Linked DNA regions of Pan troglodytes: region 2 is linked to region 1. A link is a contact called in public HiChIP or PLAC-seq data. All regions are on one chromosome and are shown on one strand. The core of a region is the stretch at or near the end of the contact, and the rest is flanking DNA. Distances in the headings are between cores, read along the strand shown.

Region 1 (5,924 bases), core at 1,376-3,875:
AATTCCTATGTAGAAGGCCTGATCCCCAAATAACTCTATCTGGAGATGGGGCCTTTATGTTAAATGAGGTCATTAAGGTGGGGACCTAATTTGATAGAACTGGTGTTCCTATAAGAAGAGATGCCAGAGATCTCTTTCTCTCCTCTTGTAACAGAGAAAAGACTATGTGAGGACACAGTGAGAAGGTGGCTGCCTACAGGCCAGGAAGAGAGGCCTCACCAGAAACCAACCCTAAGGGCAACTTGATCTTGAACTTCTAGCTTCTAGAACTGTGAGAAAATAAACTTTTGTTGTTTTAGCCACCAAGTCTGTAGCATTTTGTTATAGAAGCCCTAGCTGACAGGAACTTTAGATATTTTGGTAGACATCTCTAGTATCATGAGATTGCCACCAGGAAAATTATCTCTTCTCAAGAAAATACTAGTTGGTTTCAGTGTTAAAGTCAGTAGGAATATTCGTTCATTTAATCATATGACAAATATTCAAGTTCGGTGTTAGGCTGTAGAATTTGTGTGTATAGGTATGTGCGTGTGGTATGCTGGGGGAAGTACAAAAATGGATAACATGTAAACTCCTAAACATTATCACAATATATCATGCAGTAATTCTGTATTGTTTCGTTTTGTTTTTTTAAAAAAGCCCAAACACACGTGAAGAATTCTACCTAACTATGCTGAGGTAGATTCTCAACAATGAGGCTCTGCTTTCCCTACTAAAGTGGTAAGAAAGTATACACCATGGTTCTCAATCTCAGCACTACTAACTTTTGGACCAGACGATTTTTGTTATGGGTGGCTGTTCTCTGGCCTCTATCCATTAGATGCTAGCAGCCCCTCAACACCCCCCTGCTCCCCACTCTGACAGCCAAAAATGTCTCCAAACATTGCTAGATATCCTCTAGGGGATTGATAAAATATCTGAAAGAGCTCCACAGGTGATCTGATCCAACCCCTGAGAAGGCAAACATCACAAAAGTGTGCATCAATAATAACATTAGGCAACTCGCAAGAAATGCAGATCAGAAGATAGAACATTGCTACAAGAATTTAGAGAAATGATGGAGAAAGCCAGCAACATGGTGTCACACATTTTTTTGAGCATAGTACTTAAAAATACTTTATGTATTATGTATTTTTATTTATTTTATATTTTTTCCTGAGATACTTGAGCCAGAGTTAGAATAATAAAGAGAATTATAGAGGATGTGTGAGAAAATTTGCCGTAGGTGGAATTTCCTGAAGGTCTACGAGTAAAGACACTGTATTTCCTTAAAGGAGGAAAAACATGGAACCTCTCCTCAGCTCATGACAGCCTTCCTTCAGGTTTATATTGATCCACAAATTATTTAGTAAGTGCATACTACGTTCCAGGCACTACACAACAGGCATAGTTCTTGGTGCTGGGAATACAATAAAGAATAAAATTTCCAATACTTTCTGCCCTCATGGAGCTTACATTCTCATGGGGGTGCGAGGGAGGGTGAGGGGTGTGAGGAGAAACATAAACAATAGAAATAAAATATGTAATATAATATATGGTACTAAGTGCTATGGGGAAAAATAAAACCAGAAACAGGGACTGGGTGTGCCGCGTAAGGGGATTCAGTTTAGGGAGATCATGGAAAGTCTCGCTGAGCTGATAACATCTGAACAAAGATACCTTGTCCTCACCACCTAGAAAGCGGTCCTAAGCCGATCACTGGAAACACCTCTGCCTCCGACCATCCCATATTGTCTTTCTCCTTGTGTTCCCAGCGCCGGTACAGTAACAGAGCTGCCACCAATTACTGAGCACAGAGTCCCCCTCCAACCAAGCACTGTGCCAGGGGCTCCCCAGACATAACGTTAGTCCAAAGCTCGGGAGGTGCATGTTACTATTCCCAATTTTTAGAGAAGAAAGTGAGTCGCCGACAGCATATGTTCTTATCACGCGGCTAGGAAGCGGCAGAGCCGGGTTCCCACCCAGGTCTTCCTCGACTCCGAAACTACATGGAGGCGGCTCTGCAAAAGCTGTTAAACGCACAAGCCAACAAAGAGCAACGCCCAGCGCGTGCCAGGCCCCGAGCAGGGGAGGCGAACGCCGCGCCTCCCGCCGGCGCTGCAGAGGGCACCTGTTCGGCCAGGGCCTGCAGCCCCTCGCCTGCCGCCAAAGCAGCTCTCGGTTCTCCCGGATTTACCTGTTGAGGCGCTGGCGTCGCTCCCACGCCGGTCCCGGTGGGCGCGCCCGCCCCTGCCACAGCCCCGGCTACCGCGGTGGCCGCAGCCGCTACCACAACCGTCGTCAGTGCGGCCATGTTTACCCGCCGAGCTACTCGGGCCGCGGCGGCCACCGGTGCCTGGGGATTCGTGGCAGGCGCACCCTGGCCTCTGCAGACAGCTCCCTGCGCTGCGGGCTTGGCCGGGATGCAGGGCGGGGCCGAGATGTAGGGCGGGGTCGGGATGCAGGGCGGGGCTGAGATGCGGGGGTGCAGGGGTGTGGGGGTGCGGGAGGGGCGGGACTGGGGTGCAGGGCGGGGCCGAAATGCGAGGCGGGGGCCGGGATTCAGGCGGGGAGGGGCGGGGCGAGGGAGGGGCAAGGTGCCGGGCGGAGCCGGGATGCAGGGGAGGGGCGGGTCTGGGGTTCTGGGGCGGGCGGGTGTGGGGGCGGGGCGGGGCGGGGGCTGCGCTCTGCCCTGTCGCGGGTTTATATACCCTTTGGGCACTTAACCGACTGTGCCAGCCCAGTCCCATACCTATCAAGAAAATTCATTGTCTTACATCGTCCTTAAATTTTATTCGTGTTATAGTCAATATATACATATTTTTACCTAATATACATCCGCTTTCTAGGTTTCTACTTAGCGCTGCTGAGACTGAGTCTAAATGAAAAAACATTATCAATGGATTCTAACAATAAATCATAGTTTAGATTTTTAAAGAAAAAAAACCCAGCTTGCTACACAGAACCAGATATCAGAGGCAGGAATGCCACAGTTACATTCCTAGGACTTGGTCAATGAGAAGACAGATTCCAAAAATACAGTGCTGGGAAGTTGGAAAAAAGCCACAGATGACGCTTCCAGTCAAGACAACCTGTGGCAACTGAGCTGATTTCTGTAGGTACTACCTTTTCCCCCTTTATAGAAATCGATTCATTCAGTCAGTCAATATGGAGCTCCCAGCATATGTCAGGCACTGTTCTAGGCCTTGGGAATTCATTGTTGAATTAGACACATAGGTAAGGTTCCTTCACCTTTAACAAGTAAACAAATAGGTATTTATTGAGCAATTCCTTTATGCCAGGGCTGTTATAAGTGCTTTATATGCACTTTTGCATTTAATCTTCACAAATAACTTCATGAAGTAGGTACTATTATCATCTCCATTTCAGTGATAAAGTTAAGGATCACATGGCTACACAGGTAGAGGATAGGATACCTATCTAGACAGCCTGACTCCAGAGACCATCCTGGTAGAGGTATTAAACAGGCAGCGGGATAAACGCCTCTGGAGCCCAGGAAAGAGAGAGAGCTAAAGATACGAATTTGACCTTCCTATAGAAAATATTTGAGATAAGACTGAATGAGCTCACCCAGGGTGAGTAAAAATTGAAGTCTGAGAACTAAGCCTAGGCCACTCCGAGAAGGTGACCACGGACAAAAGGAGAAGGGGACCAATATGGAGAGATCTGTGAGAAGGGAGGAAAACCGGAAGTCTGTGGAGGGAAGTTTTTGCAGAAGAGGCCGACGTGGTGGCTCACGCCCAGCACTTTGGGAGGCCGAAGTGGGTGGATCGCGAGGTCAGGAGATGGAGACCATCCTGGCCAACATGGTGAAACGCCATCTCTACTAAAAATACAAGAATTAGCTGGGCGTGGTGGCGCGTGTCTGTAGTCCCAGCTACTCGGGAGGCTGAGGCAGGAGAATTGCTTGAACCAGAGTCGGAGGTTGCAGTGAGCCAAGATCGTGTCACTGCACTCCAGCCTGGTGACAGAGTGAGACTTCGTCTCAACAAAAAAAAAAAAAAAAAAAAAAGAAGAAGAAGAAGAGGGGAGAAGAAGAAGAAGGAAGAATAATGGAGGAGAAGAAGAAGAAGGGAGAAGAAGAAGAAGGAAGAAGAATGGAGGAGAAGAAGAAGAAGGGAGAAGAAGAAGAAGGAAGAAGAATGGAGGAGAAGAAGAAGAAGGGAGAAGAAGAAGAAGGAGAAGGAGAAGAGAGAAGAAGGAGAAGGGAGAAGGGAGGAGCAGGAGGAGGAGGAGAAGAAGGAGGAGGAGGAGAAGAAGGAGCAGGAGGAGGAGGAGGAGAAGGAGGAGGAGGAGGAGAAGCAGGAGGAGGAGGAGAAGCAGGAGGAGGAGAAGCAGGAGGAGGAGAAGGAGGAGGAGGAAGAGAAGAAGAAGGAGAAGAAATAAGAAGAAAAAGAAAGAAGAAGGAGGAGGAGGAGAAAATGGTCAGCTGTGTGGTTCACTACCTAGAGGCTGAGTGAAGGGGTAGCAAAGAAATGATGGTTGCATTTGGCAACAGGGAAGCCGTGGGCTTATGGGGTAGGTAGACCAAAGCCTGGCTGACTGCATTGAGGAGATAATGGAGGTGACGAGGTAGAAACAGTGTTTTTCGCTATGATTTTGATCGATTTTGTGGTGCAGGTGATCAGAGAAATGAAGTGGTAGCTGGGGAAAGATGTGTGATCAAAGAGGGTCTTTGTTGTTGTGTTGTGTTTCAAGGTAGGGACTAGTAGAAGGAGTTTTTCCATGCTGCTGGGAATTATCTAGTGGAAACAGAAGTTTGATGCTGCAGGACAGAGGCAGTCAGACCCTCTTGAAAGTAAGGCTGATGGAGTCCAGAGCATAAGTGGGAGGTTTGGTCTTTGATAGAAGCACAGACTCTTCTGACACAGGGAGGTAGTGGGTGGGGACTATGGGGAGGCCAGAGAGTCCTACATACATGGGTTGCAGCACAAGGTAGTTGGAAGATTTGGAGGGAGATGGTTGGCCCCACCTCCCCACCCCTGTGTGAAGTAGGAGGAAGTAAGTCACTTGGGTGTATTGAGAAGGTAAAACTTTTTTAATTTTTGTATTACCTTTTATCCAAATGAGCCCTGTTACTATAGCACTGTCTGAATTCCTGTAATTATTAGTCCAGAATTATCTTGCAGCTCAGAAAAAAACAAGTCAACCAACGATTTGAGTTGAGTGGTCTTTTACAATTTTAATACTGCCACTAAAAATAAAGAGAAGCCTAAGATCATTTTGCACTTCCTATTGTTTTTAGAGTATATCCTGCACTGGATATCTAGAGTACTGTGTTCAGAAGTTTTCTGAAATCACCCTTTTCTCTATGTGCTATGGAATCAATTTGATATATATTTTAGTTCTTTTGATTACATTTGTGTTCAATTTCAATGTTTCCTTTTTTGTTTTGTTTTCTTTCAATTTACTTTTTTTAAAAAATAAGTAAGTTATGTATAACATGTATAAAGTCAAAACTCTATGACAAGGTATATTTAAAGAAGGCTTACTCCCCAACATATCCTCTCCATGGCCTTTCAACTAATCCTCTATGGTAAATAATTGTGTTAATTTCTGGTTCTTTTATGTTTCATTTGCAAAAGAAAAAAAAAGGTAAATAGACAAATACATTTTTATTTTTCTTTTTTTTCTTACAAAAACATCTAGCATATTATATTAGTGTTCTAGGGCTGCATAACAAAGTGCCATAAACTGGGTAGTTTATAACAACAGAAATTTATTCTCTCATAGTGTAGGAGGCCAGAAGTTCAAAACCAAGGTGTGGGCAGGTCTGGTTTCTTCATGGGGGCTTAATGGGAAAATCCGTTCCATGCCCCTCTCCCAGCTTCTGATGATTGCCAGCAATCTTGAGACTCCTTGGCTTGTAGAAGCATTACTCCAATTTCTACCTCCATCGTTGCACAACACATATCTGTGTCTCT
Region 2 (5,938 bases), core at 3,138-5,637, 540 kb after region 1:
AAACATTTCATTTCAGAATTCCCCAGAGAATCCTTTGATAAAGTACATAAACTCCACTAACAAGAGATAAGGCAGGGCACAGTGGCACACTCATGTAATTCTAGCATTTCTGAGGCGGCCCCGTCTCTACTAAAAACACAAAAATTAGCCAGGCTTGGTGGTGCACTCCTGTAATAATCCTGGCTACTAGGGTGGCTGAGGCAGGAGAATCGCTTGAACCAGGAGAAGGTTGCAGTGTGTCACTGCACTCCAGCCTGGGCAACAGAGCGAGACTGTCTCAAAAAAAAATTGAATAAATAAAAATAAAGGGATAAAAGGGCATAACAAAAGCAACATATGTGGCTCCATATGCATTTCTATAAACAACAGTTAATTCACTGTTGCCTAGGAACTACTGCAAATTTTTGTAGGAAAACATCACCATTGGTTTCATACCAACTGTTCTGAGGCCACAAGTTTAAGAAACTTTTTGATGAAGTCAATGAGTCCTTGGATGGTTCGTGTTCGCTCTACTGCCCACTTCTTTGTTTTCATAATAGGAGTGTCTCCCACAGCCTTTAGCAAAATGTCAACTGTAAAAGAAGAATAAAATTTACTGACAATTACACTGAAACATCTAAAGAGAATGGAATATAAAAGACTTAGAAATCAGAAATATTTAATCTACATCCATCTTACGTATTTATGATACCGAAGATACGTGAGAGATGTAACAATGTTAGATTCTTTTCCATCATTTTTTTCTTGATCCTACAAAGTTCTCCCAACAGGACTAATTTTTAAAATGCATTTTATCTTAACAGGCAATTCCAAAGAGAGGAAATACAAATGATCAATACACAAACAATATTTAAGTTCACAAAAAGCAAAGTAAAATAATGTCATGTCCCTTTTCACCCACGAAACTAGTTAAAATTAGAATAATTACCAGTGTAGATGATACTACTTTTGAGAATGTAAAATGGTATACCCTTTGTGGAATGCAATATGGTAATACAGATCCTAATAAAAGTATACTTTGATTCAATAATACTTCTAGGAACCCAGTGTAAGAAAATATGAAATGTGTAAAAATTCACTTAAAAAGATTTCACCTCCATTTAAGCATTTATTTTTATATGAAACACTGGTAAACCTAAATATCCAAAAAGGATATTTGGAGGTGACTGATTAAATAGAATGTAGTAAACCGCATACACTTTAAACTGCCTGGGGTTCGAATCCTGGCTCTGCCACTTGCTGGGTATATATGTGGATATTTAATCTCTCCAACAGCATGTATAATATCTTAAATTCATTAAAAACCATCACAAACACATTCACATAAATATGGAAGAATATGCACCAAAATGGTATTTCTCAGTAGTGACATTGTAGGCAATGATTACTTGGTTTTACTTATGCTGTTTGTAACTACCAAATTTTCTGTAATAAACTTTTTAATAAAGGAAAGCAATAAGTTATTAACAATAATAGAACAACCAAAGCCAAAAAGAAGTTGCAGAAAGAGAAATCTTAAGGTTTCAACGATCCAAAACACAGATATGCAAACCCAAACCCTATGAATCTGTCTCTCAGACATAAAGTTATTTGCTAAAACAAAACAAAACAAACATACATCTGGCTGGGCGCGGTGGCTCACGCCAGTAATCTCCACACTTTGGGAGGCCGAGGCAGGAGGATCACTTGAGGTCAGGAGTTCAAGAGGGCCCAGTCCCCTTCCAACTTCTTGTTCAAGACCAGCCTGGCCAACATGCTGAAACCCCGTCTCTACTAAAAATACAAAAACTTAGCCAGGCGTGGTGGTGCATGCCCGTAATCTCAGCTACTTGGGAGGCTGAGACAGGGGAATAGCTTGAACCCGGGACGCGGAGGTTGCAGTGAACCGAGATTAAGCCACTGCACTCCAGCCTGGGTGACAGACTGAGACATCCTCTCAAAAAAAAAAAAAAAAAAAAAAAAATCTACAGTCAAAAAGCAAGACACATTGAAAGCAAAATAGTGTATTGCTGCCCCCTAAAGTTAACTCTATTCTATTACACCCTTCTTGCTCCATTCTTTTGATATTAAATATTGGGGCCAAAAGATCAGAGGTCATTTTATTCAAGTTTACTCCTGGAATGAACGCATCTAGAACACATGATGTATGCACACTTTATCTTCCTACTAAAGAACTACTTAATTATCCTAGGTCCAGTTATCTTGGGAATAGGAATGAATTTGGAGATAACGTGGGATTTTAGTTAGCCTATCTTTCATACCTCCCTTCACTGCTCCCTCAAATCCCCTGGGGATATCAATAAATCGATTAATGCAATTAAACATTTCCAGAAAGTGAAGCAGGAAATATCATGAGTTATGCTACCAAGGATGAAGTGTAAGACAGTGAGAAACTAGAGAAGGAAAATAATTTAATTACAGCTGCCCTCTCTTTTTAATTTTAAAGGTGATTTGCTTGTAGTTCTGAACCCGGATGCACATTAGAATCAACTAGGGAAACACTTACTCCCCAGGAAACCTAACATACCTCCAGTGCCAAAACCTTGGTCTGTTTCAACAATCTTTCTTCTGTAGATTAAAACAAAGGCTGAGGATACAAAACAGTTAAGCTGCTTTCATCATATTATCCTCAACAAATGATGACAACCACAAGGTAGGAATAGTTAGAAACTAAGTTTTATATTGGAGAGGCAAACTCAAATGCTAACAAGAGCCAGAAAATAAAAATCTCATCCTTAAATGACAGTTCAATTTGCAAAAAAATACTGTCCAGACCAAGAAAATATGCCCTCGGGCAATATTTAGATTGTAAGCCATTTTTTTTAGCTTTTGTTTTACACAGCTATCATCAGAGTCCAGTAACAAGTTTTGACTAAGACTGTTAGACCTTAAAAAGAATCTCCGGAAGTCCGCTCTTGCCTATAGTAAATTGGAAGAAAAAATGCAACAAAACACTGTAAAACCTGCAGAATTATTTTGAAGATTCTAGTGGCTATCCATGGAAATACTCATAGTGCATCACGTGGAAATGGGAGTCTGATATAAAGGGGGAAGGGGGGCAGTCTTGGGAGAGAATTATCCTCCACAGTAGCAGAAGTTGAAGAAAAGGCAATGAGACCAATGTCTTTTTTTTTTTTTTTTTTTTTTTTTGAGGCGGAGTTTCGCTCTTGTTGTCCAGGCTGGAGTGCAATGGCGAGACCTCCGCCCACTGCCACCTCCGCCTCGCGGGTTCAAGCGATTCTCCTGCCTCAGCCTCCCGAGTAGCTGGGATTACAGGCGCGCGCCACCACACCCAGCTAACTTTTATATTTTTAGTAGAGATGGAGTCTTACCATGTTGGCCAGGCTGGTCTCGAACTCTTGACCTCAGGTGATCCACCCGCCTCAGCCTACCAAAGTGCTGGGATTACAGGCGTGAGCCACCGCGCCCGGCCAGAGACCACTGTCATCTTAAGACAGAACGGGGAAAACGTCTAAGGACGAAATCAGCCTCTCTGAATCGAGGATGCTTATATGCTGCTTTTCCCATAGGCAACTCTAACTCTACACAGAGTGCTTTAGAACACGTAAGTTAGCAATCTCTTTTACAAAGGGAAACATTCTCAAGCAATAAAGGGTTGAGGATAGCTGGCTCAAGCAATGAAATAACTCACAAAGGTTCCAAAATGTGTTTCTTAAAAAGGTAACATCTATGCCTTTAGCTTTCCCTTAGCAGTCTTCATTTTGCGTTAAGAATTTGGTTTTTGGTTTAAGGAGTGAATTCACAACCAACTGGGAGGGGGAAAAAAGCAAAAGCGAGTTAAATTGGAAGGCGTGAATGCTAATCCAGGCTTTGCCAATGACCATCCCTACACCATAAAACATTACTCAAATAATTAGCTCCTGTGTTAAGTACCTGGAATTACCGAGACCACCCCCCCCCCACTCAGCTCCCTCCTTCCTTCAAAGAGCTCGCAGTATGGCCAACTCAAAAAATACAGTATAAAATTAAGTGTGGCAGCCAAGTATCAGGCCCTACACCGACAGACAGAGATGGTACTTTAACACTCAACTTAAAGGCCTTAAAAATCAAAAAGTACACTTCTTTTCTTCTGATGACTGGTCAAAATGCAGGTCTAGGACAGGCGCTCCTCTAAATTTTGCTTCTTTACTGGCCGCCACCCCTAGTCGGATGCAATCTGAACCTCCCGCCTCTCTGCCCGGAAATAAATTCAGTTACTTTTTTTCTTGGTGTCGCCAGCAGGTTCCTCTGTTCCCGGGGAAACTGCAGCGGAAGACGGGGGCTCCGGGGTGGTTGTTTCTGGGGAGACATCCGTAAGTCCTTCCCCTCCAGCAGCACTTGAGGGAGGAAGCTGCAACACAGACTGCGGCTCCTCCGCCATCTTGCTTGGAAAGACTCGAGAGCGGAAGTAGCGACTGAGCGCGTGCAGTGGGCGTGCTTTTTCTCCAGGGAGCGTCGCAAAGGAGGCGCCGGAGTAGGGGGACGCAATTACACAGTGAAACTTGGTGTTCCCGGCTAGTCATTCAAATCGAAGCTGTCGCAGACCTCTGAACGTTAGTAACGCAACATGTGTTTCTCCGCGACTACAGACCTCGGGAGAGGAGCGGTGGGCAACGTGTCCGTGCTCGGTCGAATGCGCACACTCCCGTTAGGCCGCTGGCTCGGACCTAGAAATGTTTCCGCTTTCCTTAGTGCCTGCCTCGCCCAGGCCCCGCCCCTTGGGCCCCGCCCGACGGCTCGGGAGCGCGCGCGGTCGCGTGCGGGAGGGGGCGGGTGGGGAAGGATCGCAGGCGAGATTACGAGGCGAGGCCCGCGCGCCCGCCCCCGCCCTGGCCCCCAGTGCCCACCCGGTCGGCCCGGCACAGCCATGATCAAGGCGATCCTAATCTTCAACAACCACGGGAAGCCGCGGCTCTCCAAGTTCTACCAGCCCTACGTGAGTATCCAGCCGCCGCTGATCCGGGCGAGGGGGAGTCGTTGGCGACGGGCAGCGCCCAGCGCGGCTTTCTCAGAGCGACCCCCTCCGGCGCGCTGCGGCCCTTGTCGCGTCCCGGCCGCCTGGCGCTCGCCAGCTGTCAGCCTCCCGGTGGGTGTGGACAGGGTGCCCACCTCCTTGCCGCGCGGTCAGCCACCGACGTGGCTTTGCCCGGGCGGTTCCTCCGCCCGTCGGTGGGCTGCATGCTTTCCTGGCTGCGCGGGCGAGGCCTTGGAGACTTCCCGGCGCCCGGCCCTCGCCGATCGGGCAGCCGCAGCCCAGCCGCGCCGCGGAGCCCTGCGCCCCGTCCCCAAGAGCCCACCCCGCGCGGCTGCCTTCCTGCCGCCCGCGGCTGCAGTTAGCCCGGGAGGAGGAAGACGGCGTGGAACTCGTTCTTCTCGCCCCCCTCCGCCGACTCCCATCCTTTCCAGGTGGACTTCTTTCTGTTCTTTGGACAGATGGGCTACCGTTTTTCACTGTGATCCTCTCATAGCGCAGGAACTTTGGCTTCCTGCGTTTGATAGATAACTGCATGTTCTGTACAGTCTCTCTTCTGTATGTTTCGATACGTGACAGACTCCCCAGTGTGACTTTCAGGTGTCTCCTTATTGAAAAGGAAGATATGTGAGGACCTAATATTTTTATCAGGCTTTTTACCAGCTGGCTGCAAATTATTTACCCTCGAAGTAACCGGCGACGTTTGTAGTTGACTGATTGGAGCTGTGGTTCTATACCTAAAAGTTATGATTTCAGCTTCTGGTTTGGCATTTTTCCACGTATGGGAATTTGCCCTCATTTATAGTTTTTTTCTATTTATGAAGAATAGTAGCATTTGTAGAACTTCTCTTTTAGACGTGTAAATACTGTTTAGTATGGACAAGTGCAGGAGGCATTAAGGTAGTAGAGATAAGTGATTTGTTGATGATCGAGGAAGGGTTTTATAGAGTTATGTGCTTATCTGAG

What was found. HiChIP or PLAC-seq counts read pairs in DNA pulled down with a chosen protein or histone mark.
Region 2: a contact with region 1 is called in an H3K4me3 HiChIP or PLAC-seq map of stem cell-derived excitatory neurons, with 2.9 times the contacts expected there. The contact joins the promoter of ATG12 here to the promoter of CCDC112 in region 1. A contact is called at or near these places in 1 of 7 Hi-C or Micro-C datasets (induced pluripotent stem cells) and 1 of 1 datasets of contacts at active chromatin or transcription factors (stem cell-derived excitatory neurons).

What each region holds. Positions count from the first base shown.
Region 1 is chr4:113,006,447-113,012,370 of NHGRI_mPanTro3-v2.0_pri, forward strand. CCDC112 (coiled-coil domain containing 112) reads right to left here and starts at 2,626. Exons shown (of 10, transcript XM_517884.7): 1 at 2,177-2,626. The coding sequence starts at 2,293.
Region 2 is chr4:113,546,331-113,552,268 of NHGRI_mPanTro3-v2.0_pri, forward strand. ATG12 (autophagy related 12) reads right to left here and starts at 4,388. Exons shown (of 4, transcript NM_001251998.1): 1 at 4,219-4,388; 2 at 436-572. The coding sequence starts at 4,381. AP3S1 (adaptor related protein complex 3 subunit sigma 1) reads left to right here and starts at 4,426. Exons shown (of 6, transcript XM_001148407.8): 1 at 4,426-4,936. The coding sequence starts at 4,568.